Linked DNA regions of Mus musculus: region 2 is linked to region 1. A link is a contact called in public Hi-C data. All regions are on one chromosome and are shown on one strand. The core of a region is the stretch at or near the end of the contact, and the rest is flanking DNA. Distances in the headings are between cores, read along the strand shown.

Region 1 (5,178 bases), core at 897-3,396:
ATTTTATGCTCTGTAGTTCTAAGATCTCTCAGGAAGACAGATATTTCTCCTCCCGGAGAGTGTATATTTATATATGATATTTGGAACCCCCGCCCATGTAATGCAGTATTTTACTAACATTATATCCAAGGGTCTAGGACAAGATGTCTGAGTCATAAACCAGAAGTGGTTTTGCTGGGTCATCACACCAAGTCTGTCTCTAAACATATTTGCTTTCTTGGTGAGACCACCAAAAAAAAAAAAAAAAAAAAAAAAAAAAAAAAAGCTGCAAACAGGGGATTGGTCTGAGACTTTTCTAATCATGAAAGCATTCTGTGTTCTGCCCTTTCTTCTCCCAGGCTGGCCCCCAATCACACCCCATACTCCCCTTTGTTTGAAGCATAACAATATTTATTTTCTTTTTGTTAGTTGTGTTTTATAGGAATTCTGTAGTTGCATTAAATTTTTGGATGCTCACATGAAAAATTTACATCAAAATAGCCGATGCTTTTAAGGAAACAGGAAGAAGTCAACAGTTTTCACTTGGAATTTGAGTAACATATTTCTTTTTTGTAACTTGAAACTTTGAGAAGGGAAATGATATAATCTCTGTCTTGGGCATGATAGATACCTGACTGCTGCTTAAATGGCAAGTGTGGTAGATAATAGTGTTTCTCACCATCCAAGGTCACAGGTTTATGGTGCTGACAGTAACGGTGGATTCTAGATATTGTAAGCTTTCTTATCCAAACCCAGATTACTAAAGAAAGAAGCTCACTTATCAGCTTGCAAACCATCCCTTTAGAATCTCTAGAATTTGGCTGTGAAGTGTGCACATGTTCAGGAACACCTCCAGAAGTGAGGGGTTTTGCATCCATTGGTTAAACTGATGTTCCTAAGAACATTTTTCACTAGTCCTGGACTTGCTGATATCTAAAAGATGTTCTTTAAGATCTGTCAGCTCGAGACTCAGAGGTATGTCATCATATGACAGAGCCATAGTCTGTCCTCTTCAGAAGCTGAGGCAGGAGGATTCCTTGAGCTTGGAAATACGAGCCCTATCTGGAGACCACATGGAGACCCCACCTAAAGAAAAACCAGAGGGAGAAATGAATCATGGTCTGAGGATCAGAGTGCAGTGTGTGCATGGGCAGGCAGCATGCACTTTCTTGCCTTTTCTTTTTAATGTGTGTGTGTGTGTGTGTGTGTGTGTGTGTGTGTGTGTGTGTGTGTACATGCATGCGCACTTCCTACGTAAGCATCTTCTCTCACACACACATACTATAATGAATATTGCTTATTAAAATGGCATCCTTACAAAACCCTAGCTCACATTTTGGGCACAATGTGAGTCTGGTAGATATATATTATGACTGATAAGTTCGTAGTAAGCTATGAAGGGCCATCCAGTCAGGGCCTGGGCCTTCTGAGTCTGACTCATGGTTGTTTTTACTCTATGGGCTTATTAAAATTTTCTGAGTTGGCACTAAAAATTATATTGCTTAACTTTTCAAAAAATACTTTAATATCAAAGAATATTTAAAAAGACTGAAGAGGTAAGATTCAGTGATAGAATATGTTTGTGGTATATATGAGTCCTAGATTTGTATCCAAGGACTGTCAAAAAGTGGGTCAGAGAAAGAAGATAAAGTATAGCCCATGTTTTTGTGCCATTTCAGAAGTTAAAATGTTCTTTGTTATGCTTGCTGACAAACTTTCCGAAGCCCAAAAGAAATCCCAGCAGCTACTTTTAGTTTTTTTTTTTCTGAGAGAAATATTTAAGACACTTCAGGATTTTATTGAACAGGCCCACTTTGGCAAATTGAACTAGCTTAGGAATTTTTACACACTTATATTTTTACTTTTGAAACAAAGTAGATCTTTGGACACACTGTTCCTAATTGTATGGGACAGTAACACTACTGTCTCTCTAGACTCCAAGTTTATTTTTTCCCCTTTTAAGGGATCAACACACATAAATTAGTTTTTGGAAAGTAGCAGCCAGAACTGAGAGTGTGCAGGTGCCCTGGTCCTCGTGTGCCTATGCAGTTGGTTGTGTTAGTGAGGTTTCTTACACTAGTGCATTTAGAAACAGCAAGTTATAGAACCCTGCTGGCCACTACTGTTGGGCTATTCATTAATAGACCACAGAAGTGTGACAGCCTGCCAAGTTTGTGGGCTCCTGAAAACCTGTTTTCAAATACTCACTTCTAAGAACTGCAGCAGCAGAGAGGGGCACGGGGCATTTTACTACAAGCTGACCAATGCCTCTGGAGACTACCATCCTAAACCAGGTTAGAGTAATAAACGATACTCCCTCCTCCAAAAAAGTCCAGATTTCCCAAAAATATCAATAAACTTTTTAATAAATTGTCGATACATTTAGAAATATATTTTTTCAGCATAGCTGAGGTGCTTCAGAATTCATGTCCTTTCTGAACTCTAAGTAAAAATCAGCCTTTCAACCTTGTCTCTCAACGCCAGCAGGCACGTGTTGCATGCTTCCCAGGCTCTGTGTTAACAACTGGGGATATCCAAAGGAAGAGCTGTGTGTCCTACCTCCATGCATTTTAAAATCAACTGCCGTAAGGTACTCAGGAGAAAGGCCTTAGAGCAGCCACTCAGAGAGATTTCACAGTGAGGTGTCTTTTCTCCAGCACAAGGCTTCTTTCTTTTATAAATAGTCTGTGCTGGGGATCAGAACGTAAAACCTTTTGTTTGCTAGGCATGTGCTTTCCCCTTGAGCTACACTTTCAGCTCAAGTGAACAACCAGAATGGGTGTAAGCACTTTCAGAAGAAGCTTCAACAGAGGGACAAAATCTATTTATTTGGCGCAATACTGCTACGTGGTAAAATTAGTATGGTTATTTCTATCTGTAAGGTGGAAATATCAAGATCTGAAGAAGTAAAACTAATCTATTTTATTTCACAAAGCCACTAAGTTGGGTTAGCAGTTAGCAATGAACTCCAAGACTAGATCAGTCTCTCTCTCTCTCTCTCTCTCTCTCTCTCTCTCTCTCTCTCTCTGTGTGTGTGTGTGTGTGTGTGTGTGTGTGTGTGTGTGTTCATGCGCATTTGTGTGCACTTGCTTTTTGAAACAGAGACTCACTGTATATCATATCTCAGGCTGGCCTTGAGCTCAAAATGTAACCCAAGCTGACCTTGTATTCATCATGATCAAGTCTTCATCTCCTGGATATTGGAATCACAGGAGCCTGTCCTTGTAAACTAAATCTCAACTCATGACATTGTAACCACTAAACATTTCTTACCATGAAAAAAACAATAGTGTCCTTAGAAACTGGAAAGAGCTATGGCCTGACACTCTTGAGACATGTTTTCTCATCAGAGCAATGGTGGTACTTACTTTGAACAAAACTCTTTACTTCTCTAAGTGGGTTGTTCTAACTGTAAGATCAAGGGATTGATGAGACACAACACAAAGTTTGTATGTGTTACACAATTGGGGATTATTGCAAAGCAGCATCAGAGAGGACCTTTAAAATGGTTTGTAATAAAGATAATCCTTTCAACTAATCAGTTCTTGAGAGTATGAAAGATTGGTGTGGGGGACAGTGTTAGGTTTATGTGCCACAGCAACAGGCATGGATACTATGACACTAACCAGTAAACTAGACTCGTGGGTTATCCTCAGCAGTATCCAAGATGCAGCAAACATATACTAGCTCTGTTAGCTACAGGCTCCGAAGTTTTACAAAGACGTCTGCTTTCTTAGCAGACTGGAATCTCTGAGCAGTTTTGCTGAATGTTTAGTGTGAGGCTCACAGTGTGAGGCTTTGGGGTTTAGCTCAGTGGCAGAACACTTACCTCACCTGTGTGAGACCCTGAGTTTGGTCTCCAGTTCTAGAAAGCAATGCGAATTCAAGGTCTCATTCACTGTGAGATTGTCGTAACTTTGAGGAGCATCTCAGCTCATCTTGGTAGTTGACGTTTAGCTGTCTCCATACAAGTGTGTGCTTTTGCAGCCATTTTGCTTGTCTTCGTCCTCTGACTGGGTAGTCAAGGTCTTGATTCCAGAGCTCACAAGCTGAGCTTTGCTGGCAAGCTCTGCTTGGGCTCCTTCTCGTCCATGCCTTTCTGCGTCTAGGTTTGTTTCTACCTTATGAATCATGGTGGATCATGGACTTTAAATTCCGTTTTCATGATCACCTTCCTTTTAGACATCATGTATGACCACCAGTTGACAACACAATTTCTGTGGTTTATGGAGTTTTACAAGTTCTTTAAAGAAAGGCCACTCTATTACCACGCCCACATCCAAGCCTATGAAGATGATGTGAGGTGAAGGCAAAGACATCAATTGGGAACTTAGGGTGGGTTGAATATTGGCCTTATTGTTATTTGCTAGTAGAACCTGGCAAGAAATAGCCTCCCCGTGTCTTTATTTGCAATTGAGGTCGAGCAATGGTCTTCCAGAATTGTAGTGTGCAAACGGGGTGCATAAACACTGACCTAGCATCTCTCAAACCTTCTAAATTGATCCTGTCCCAACTAATGGCATAGTTCTGGGTGGTCAAAACAAAAATCAGTATGTTTAAAGTCTGGGAAGTGACTGATGAACCTCATAAACTTGATCACCTTTAGCTTGGCTCTGGTTTTCGTTTGCTTGGAGTTTCTAAGTCATAACTGAAATATTCAGCCAACCTTAAAGATTCTAAATTCATATAATGATGGCTTCTCCATTTAAGCCTGGATGCAACTTAAAATTTCCTGATTAAAAATGTGGCATCCTATGAAGCCAGTAAGTGACAAGTGTATTCTGGGACAGTCCCTCCACGAGGAATATGCATTTCTGTAATAGAAGATAATACGCTACATATGAATTTTAAAAATTTTAAAACTGCTTTACTTACAGACAGACTGGATGATGGTTTGGGTGATTTTTCTCCTTTATCTTTTATGAGGAATCCACAAGGTAATATTGTGCCATTTATCACATCATAAAATTTAATGGAAACTTTGAAGAAAACTTAATAAAAAGATAATATTAACACAGCTGTGATGGTTGGAATTTTGATCCTAATGCAGGCCTTTTGTGTATATTTGAGGGGGATTCACACAGCATATACCAGTAGGACGTGGTTACTCAGAGGTGTAAGCACACAGTTGCTTTGTTGTGGAGAGCTGGTTTGGAACACAGAGGACATGTTTCCAATTGTATTCTCCATGGTGGCTCC
Region 2 (5,164 bases), core at 2,272-4,771, 240 kb before region 1:
TTTCCGGTAGAATTAATCCAACTAGTCAGTATTTATGTGAGGTGTAGCCAAACTTTAATGAATTGGGGAGAAAAAAAAAACAGGAAAGAAACAAAAGTAATGCACTTATTTCTAGCATTTATAGCATAGCAACCGGAATGAGTAGACCATAGATGTCTCATTCTTAGTAAATTGTTGAATTATTTCCAGCTTTATTTCTCTGTATTTGTCATAAACTGCTTGCATTCAACTTACTGAAAACTATGAGATGTCCCACTGTTGGACCAACAATGGTAAAACCACAATATATAATAATATTGCCTGTTTTTTCCATTTTGTCTCAGAAAGTTATGACTTGACCTAGAAAAGTGACTAAGACCATATTGCATTTCTGTCCAAGCCTGATGACTTTTGGGGCATGTGCATATGTGCGCGCACACACACACACACACACACACACACACACACACACACACACATTCACACTCACACTCGAGTAAAAGGTATGGCTCAGTCTGCTTAGGTCAAGCTATCTGCTACCACTCAAATTAATTCAATGACATGTTTATCAAAGTCATGATTTAAAAAAAACATCGGTGATTTAGCATCTAGTGCATTACATGAGCCAAGGTGGCCCCTTTCTGTTTATGTTGTTTCCCCTAAAACTGTTCTAAGCCTAGTCTTTGTTTTCATGGAAGGAGCTTCCTATACTGTAAAATGCCTAAGGAACTATTTGGCCAATTAATATAAGTATTCATTATTAATGAAAATGTTTTCCTCAGAGAGTTGCATATTGCCTGAAATTCCCTTCACTGATGTTATTTTATAATGACGGTCATGTGATACTTGGTGATTTTAGCTGAATATGTTTACATTTTTTTAAGAAATTAAAACATATGTCCACATATTATCTCGGTGGGTCTGTCCACTTAGCGCAATGCTAATTAGCCTGTCCTAGGAATTCAAGCCAGGAGTGGATGTCTTTTGCTGGAAAAGTTCAAGATTCTCTATATGCAACTCATGGTCAGCACACACGATCTATTGACCTTTCACTTTTGGATTATTGGGAAAGAGTGATGGAAACAGGGGCAGAGGTAAATAATTTGGATGACGCTAATAAATGTTGGGAAAGAAAGAAAATCAACTCTTCTTTCCTTCTAAGACATTTTATAAGAAACTCTTATGAGTAATCTCAGAACCTAGGCTCTTCCTGATCTGCTAAGTACTCAATTGAAACTTTCAACTAAATCAATTGTCTAATAATGATACAGGCTTCCTAGTAGTCAGAACAAATATCCTTTCCCCCAAAGTCCTATATTCAGTAATGTACAACTTGTATTGATATTGTATTGATAAAATAATATACACTAATATACCAGGTAGAAAGAACAAAACTCGATGCTATCTATCTCCGGAGAGAGAGAGAGAGAGAGAGAGAGAGAGAGAGAGAGAGAGAGAGAGAGAGAGAGAGAGAGGTCATTCCATTGATTGTGCCTGGAAAGAATCAAGTGCTCTATGATCTAAATGGCTTTGAGCTTATATAGTAATTTACAGGAAGCTAATGCTGAGCACTCAGGTTGGAGATGAGAGCTAATCCTGTAACACTAGAGTGTTTTTTAAGATATCAGGGAGGTTGACTCACTTTAAGATAAACCACAAGTCAAAGTACCCCATGTAACAAATGTTTCTTAAAAGGAAACATATTCCCAGCATCACATTAGAGCTGCTGCTGATGAGACCAATTTAGAAAAAAAAAAAAAAAGTTGAAATGGCAGGCAGTGCTTTCCCATTCTTTAGCTCACTTTCCCTGAGTTTTAAAACCTGACTAAGTCCTAGAGACAAGGGACCCACAGGCTGAGTCGTGGAGTCGGGGGAGCTCAAGTGCTTCTGCTAAGAGCTCTTCTCTTACCCTTCCCCTCTTTCATGATTTTTTTTTTTTTTTTTTTTTTTGTGATCTCTGATCAAAACCTACAGCTGGCAGAGATCATAGAGGACCACCTGCCAATGAATGTGAGAAGCCTGGCTTCTGGCTGGCTCCCTTCTTTATCTAAAGTCATTCTGATCATAAACAAAGGAGAGAAGGGAGCAAGAAGCAGCAAAGAGTGAGCACATTGTAGCAACTGAAGGCATTAAAAAATCATTTTTAAAAAACCAAAGGCATTTATATTTATGGATGGCATTGTTATTTACTCAGCCTTGGGACTAAGGAAAAGGAGAGGTGATTATTAAAACTATTTTCAAATTATGTGTCAAGTCTTCAAGTCACCTGGGTCTGAAATCTGCCATTTTCTTGAGGGTCTGGCTTTTTACTACAAAATGCCTTGTAACTGGATTCCTCTTAAATTTAAATAATTCCATACAATGGATAGATAGTGCCAAACAGGTCTCCTGTTACAATAGGACCTAGGGTCACATTTTAAAGACTCGGCTCCCATTACCCACTCTCTTAGCTCCCTTAGTCACTTGGCACCTGCATCTGCTATCATTTTGTCTCCATAATAAATACTTGAGTCTTCATTATCTGCACTTTCTCTGTGCATGACTATTTGTGTCTCCAACTCCACCAACATCTCTTTAAGGACAGATGCCTAACTTCTCCAAATCACCCATAATCCTTACCTCATTCCCTAGCGTGAGAATCATTGTCAGATAAAATAGAATTCCAGCTTAGCTTTACTTCAAGGAAATTGCCTGGAAAGTAAATCCACTCATTCTACCCATTTATTCAACTGGAACTCGTAAAAAAGGAGGTTCACTATCTTCCTCACATCACAATATACATAAAAAAATATTCCTGTGGAAGCATGGGCTTTTCTCTGGAGATAACTGTCTTGACCTGACAGAAACTAATTTCTCAACATACTTGTAAGCAATTCATGGAATAAAAACAAATTGTGGTGAGTTTTAGGCATGGTACCTGACTGTAATGTTATTACTTAGGAAGCTGAACCAACAGAATTATGAGTTTGAAACCAGCTTCAAAAACAATAACAAGCCACAGAGATATGGTGAAATTGTGGTTATTTCTCCTGTAAGAATCTATATACTGTTGTATTGTGACTTGCATACAGAAGTGAGAACAAGATCAAGGAGGCTTGACCCTTGCCATTGAAAAGTAAGGATTGAAAACTAGAATTTAAATACATAAAAAGTTATACTCTATGCCTAGGAAGATGCAATGGCCCAATGAGGAACCAGAGAAGGTGTACTGAAAACATGGGTTATAGTCTTAGTGTTATTGAGAAAGTCTCAACTGTCTGTACAGTGAATAATATGCAAGGTATTAGGAATAGGGTTCCAGTTGGGAAATAATTACCTTGCTGATCAGATCAATCCTTTGATAAAGAAACTGTAGTAAATAGGGAAATGGTTACCAGAGAAGATGGGAATGTGTACAAGACCAGTAGGGCAGAGTTGAGTTAAACATTAAAGGACAAGTTGAATTTTAACCAGTAGAAATCCACTGTTTGAACAAAGACTTTGATCTACAGAAAGGCAGCAATCAAGACAAGGAAGTGTTGTTAGAGTTGGATAAAGCCTGAGAGATATGCAAGAATACTGGAAGGAAGTAGAGAGGAAAGCCAGTCCTGTCCCTAGCACTAGGAGAGCAGAGTCCAAAGCATGCTTTGGGGCTAATGGGAAGAGGATTCACTAGCACGAATTGGAGAAGAAAAAAAAAAAAAACAGAACAGGGCAGAAGAGCCATAGGTGAAGTTAGAGACAGCGTTCCAAGTTTAGCAAGCAGAACTGCCCACTACCTTTGAATGTTAGATAATTAGTACTCCTTAATGTAACTGTAGCTTTTATATTTAAGGCATTTTAATACTTAAAATATGTCACTGTTCATCTGAAATTCCAGTTGCACAAGGTACCTTGTCTTGCATCAACAACTTGGTGGGAGAAATGAAACCCAAAAGGCTGTGGGAAAGTGAGCCTTGGACCTTAAACAGCTTCTCAGTGGTTCTATGGCAATAGAATGAGGTACACTGCTCACGTGAGTGTGGAGCCCTGGCTTCAAACCTGGCTAATCATTGCCTTCAAGGTCAATACAAACCCTCTCCAATTTGAAGGTTTCTCCATCATTCTGTAATGTAGGAACTCTTGCAGTAATTATTTTTTTTTTTCAAATATAGGAAAGAAAGTAGCAGGCTAACAGGGAACAGAACGACTGCAGCAACATGCACAGCAAATGATCCAGGAGGCTAAGGAACTCAGCAGACCAAGGAAGTAGAATCAAGCTACTTACTTAAAAACAAAAAGCAGGAGAATCACTGAATTTTTGGTGGACACTGGGGATGGTTCTGGAGAAAAATGTTCTTAGCAATGTTGAGAGCCTTGAGATAGTAAATGAGTGTGGGCTGGTAAGAGATTTGTTAATCAGTATAACCTTATCAATTCTTAGTAGGACAACTGGAGTAGCAGTGGATATTAGAATATGGAATTTTTTGAAAATAAATTATTAGGGAACAGAAATAACAGGTAGTCAAAGAGATAAAACACTCAATTAGTCTGGGCTAGAAAAGGAAGCCATGCATCTTAGTCAGGCTTCTTATTGCCATGACAAAGTACCATCAGACAGAACAACTTTAAAAGAAGAAAGATATGTTTAGGTCATGGTTTCAGAGATTTCACTCACAGCCATTGGCTATGTTGAATCTAGGCCTGTGAGAGGTAGAATGTTATAGTCATTGATGCATGGTGACAGAGGCTTCCCAGCATGCAAAAGAAGGGACAAAGGATCAGTGAGGAGCTACAACAATATCAAGCTGCACCCAGGGCATGCCTGTGGTGACATGCTTCCTCGGGAGTCTCTATCTCCTAAAGTGTCTGGAGCCTCCCCAAAGACCACTGTTAGCCGGATACCAAGCTGTTAGTGCGTGTGCCGTTTTAGATGACATATCACATTAACAGACCACCCAGGAAAATGACAATGAACATGGAAATGCAGAATTCATGTTAGAACGGTACAGTGCACATAAAGAATAATTTCTTATCAATCATTCCAGCAAGATGTGCCCACCAAGGTAACAGTGACATGACTAGGATCATTATCCTCTTTATGATTACATCTGAGCCCCACTCGGTAGAACAACATACATGCCTAGCACTGTATTTTTGCTCAAAAACTTATGATTGGAGAAGTCACAAGCACTAGGGGCAAATTTGCTCCTGATGTTTTGCTAAT

What was found. A called contact is a pair of places that touch in the nucleus more often than the background predicts.
Region 2: a Hi-C map of liver shows a contact between it and region 1, with 3 times the contacts expected there. The contact joins two enhancer-like sites. A contact is called at or near these places in 1 of 15 datasets of contacts at CTCF or cohesin (pro-B cells), 7 of 484 Hi-C or Micro-C datasets (double positive thymocytes and liver) and 1 of 115 datasets of contacts at active chromatin or transcription factors (liver).

Annotation. Positions count from the first base shown.
Region 1 is chr4:6,906,004-6,911,181 of GRCm38.p6, reverse strand. The region is part of intron 1 of Tox (thymocyte selection-associated high mobility group box); the gene reads left to right. Among named protein-coding and RNA genes, the nearest start is that of Tox, 82 kb to the left of the region's middle. Within about 2 kb of position 2,146, at least 21 of the 459 cell types and tissues checked have an H3K27ac peak or open chromatin away from gene starts, as enhancers often do. A contact at or near this core is called in liver, where this site is marked.
Region 2 is chr4:7,142,683-7,147,846 of GRCm38.p6, reverse strand. All of the region lies in intron 1 of Gm33462 (a long non-coding RNA gene), which reads right to left. Among named protein-coding and RNA genes, the nearest start is that of Gm33462, 11 kb to the right of the region's middle. Within about 2 kb of position 3,521, at least 23 of the 459 cell types and tissues checked have an H3K27ac peak or open chromatin away from gene starts, as enhancers often do. A contact at or near this core is called in liver, where this site is marked.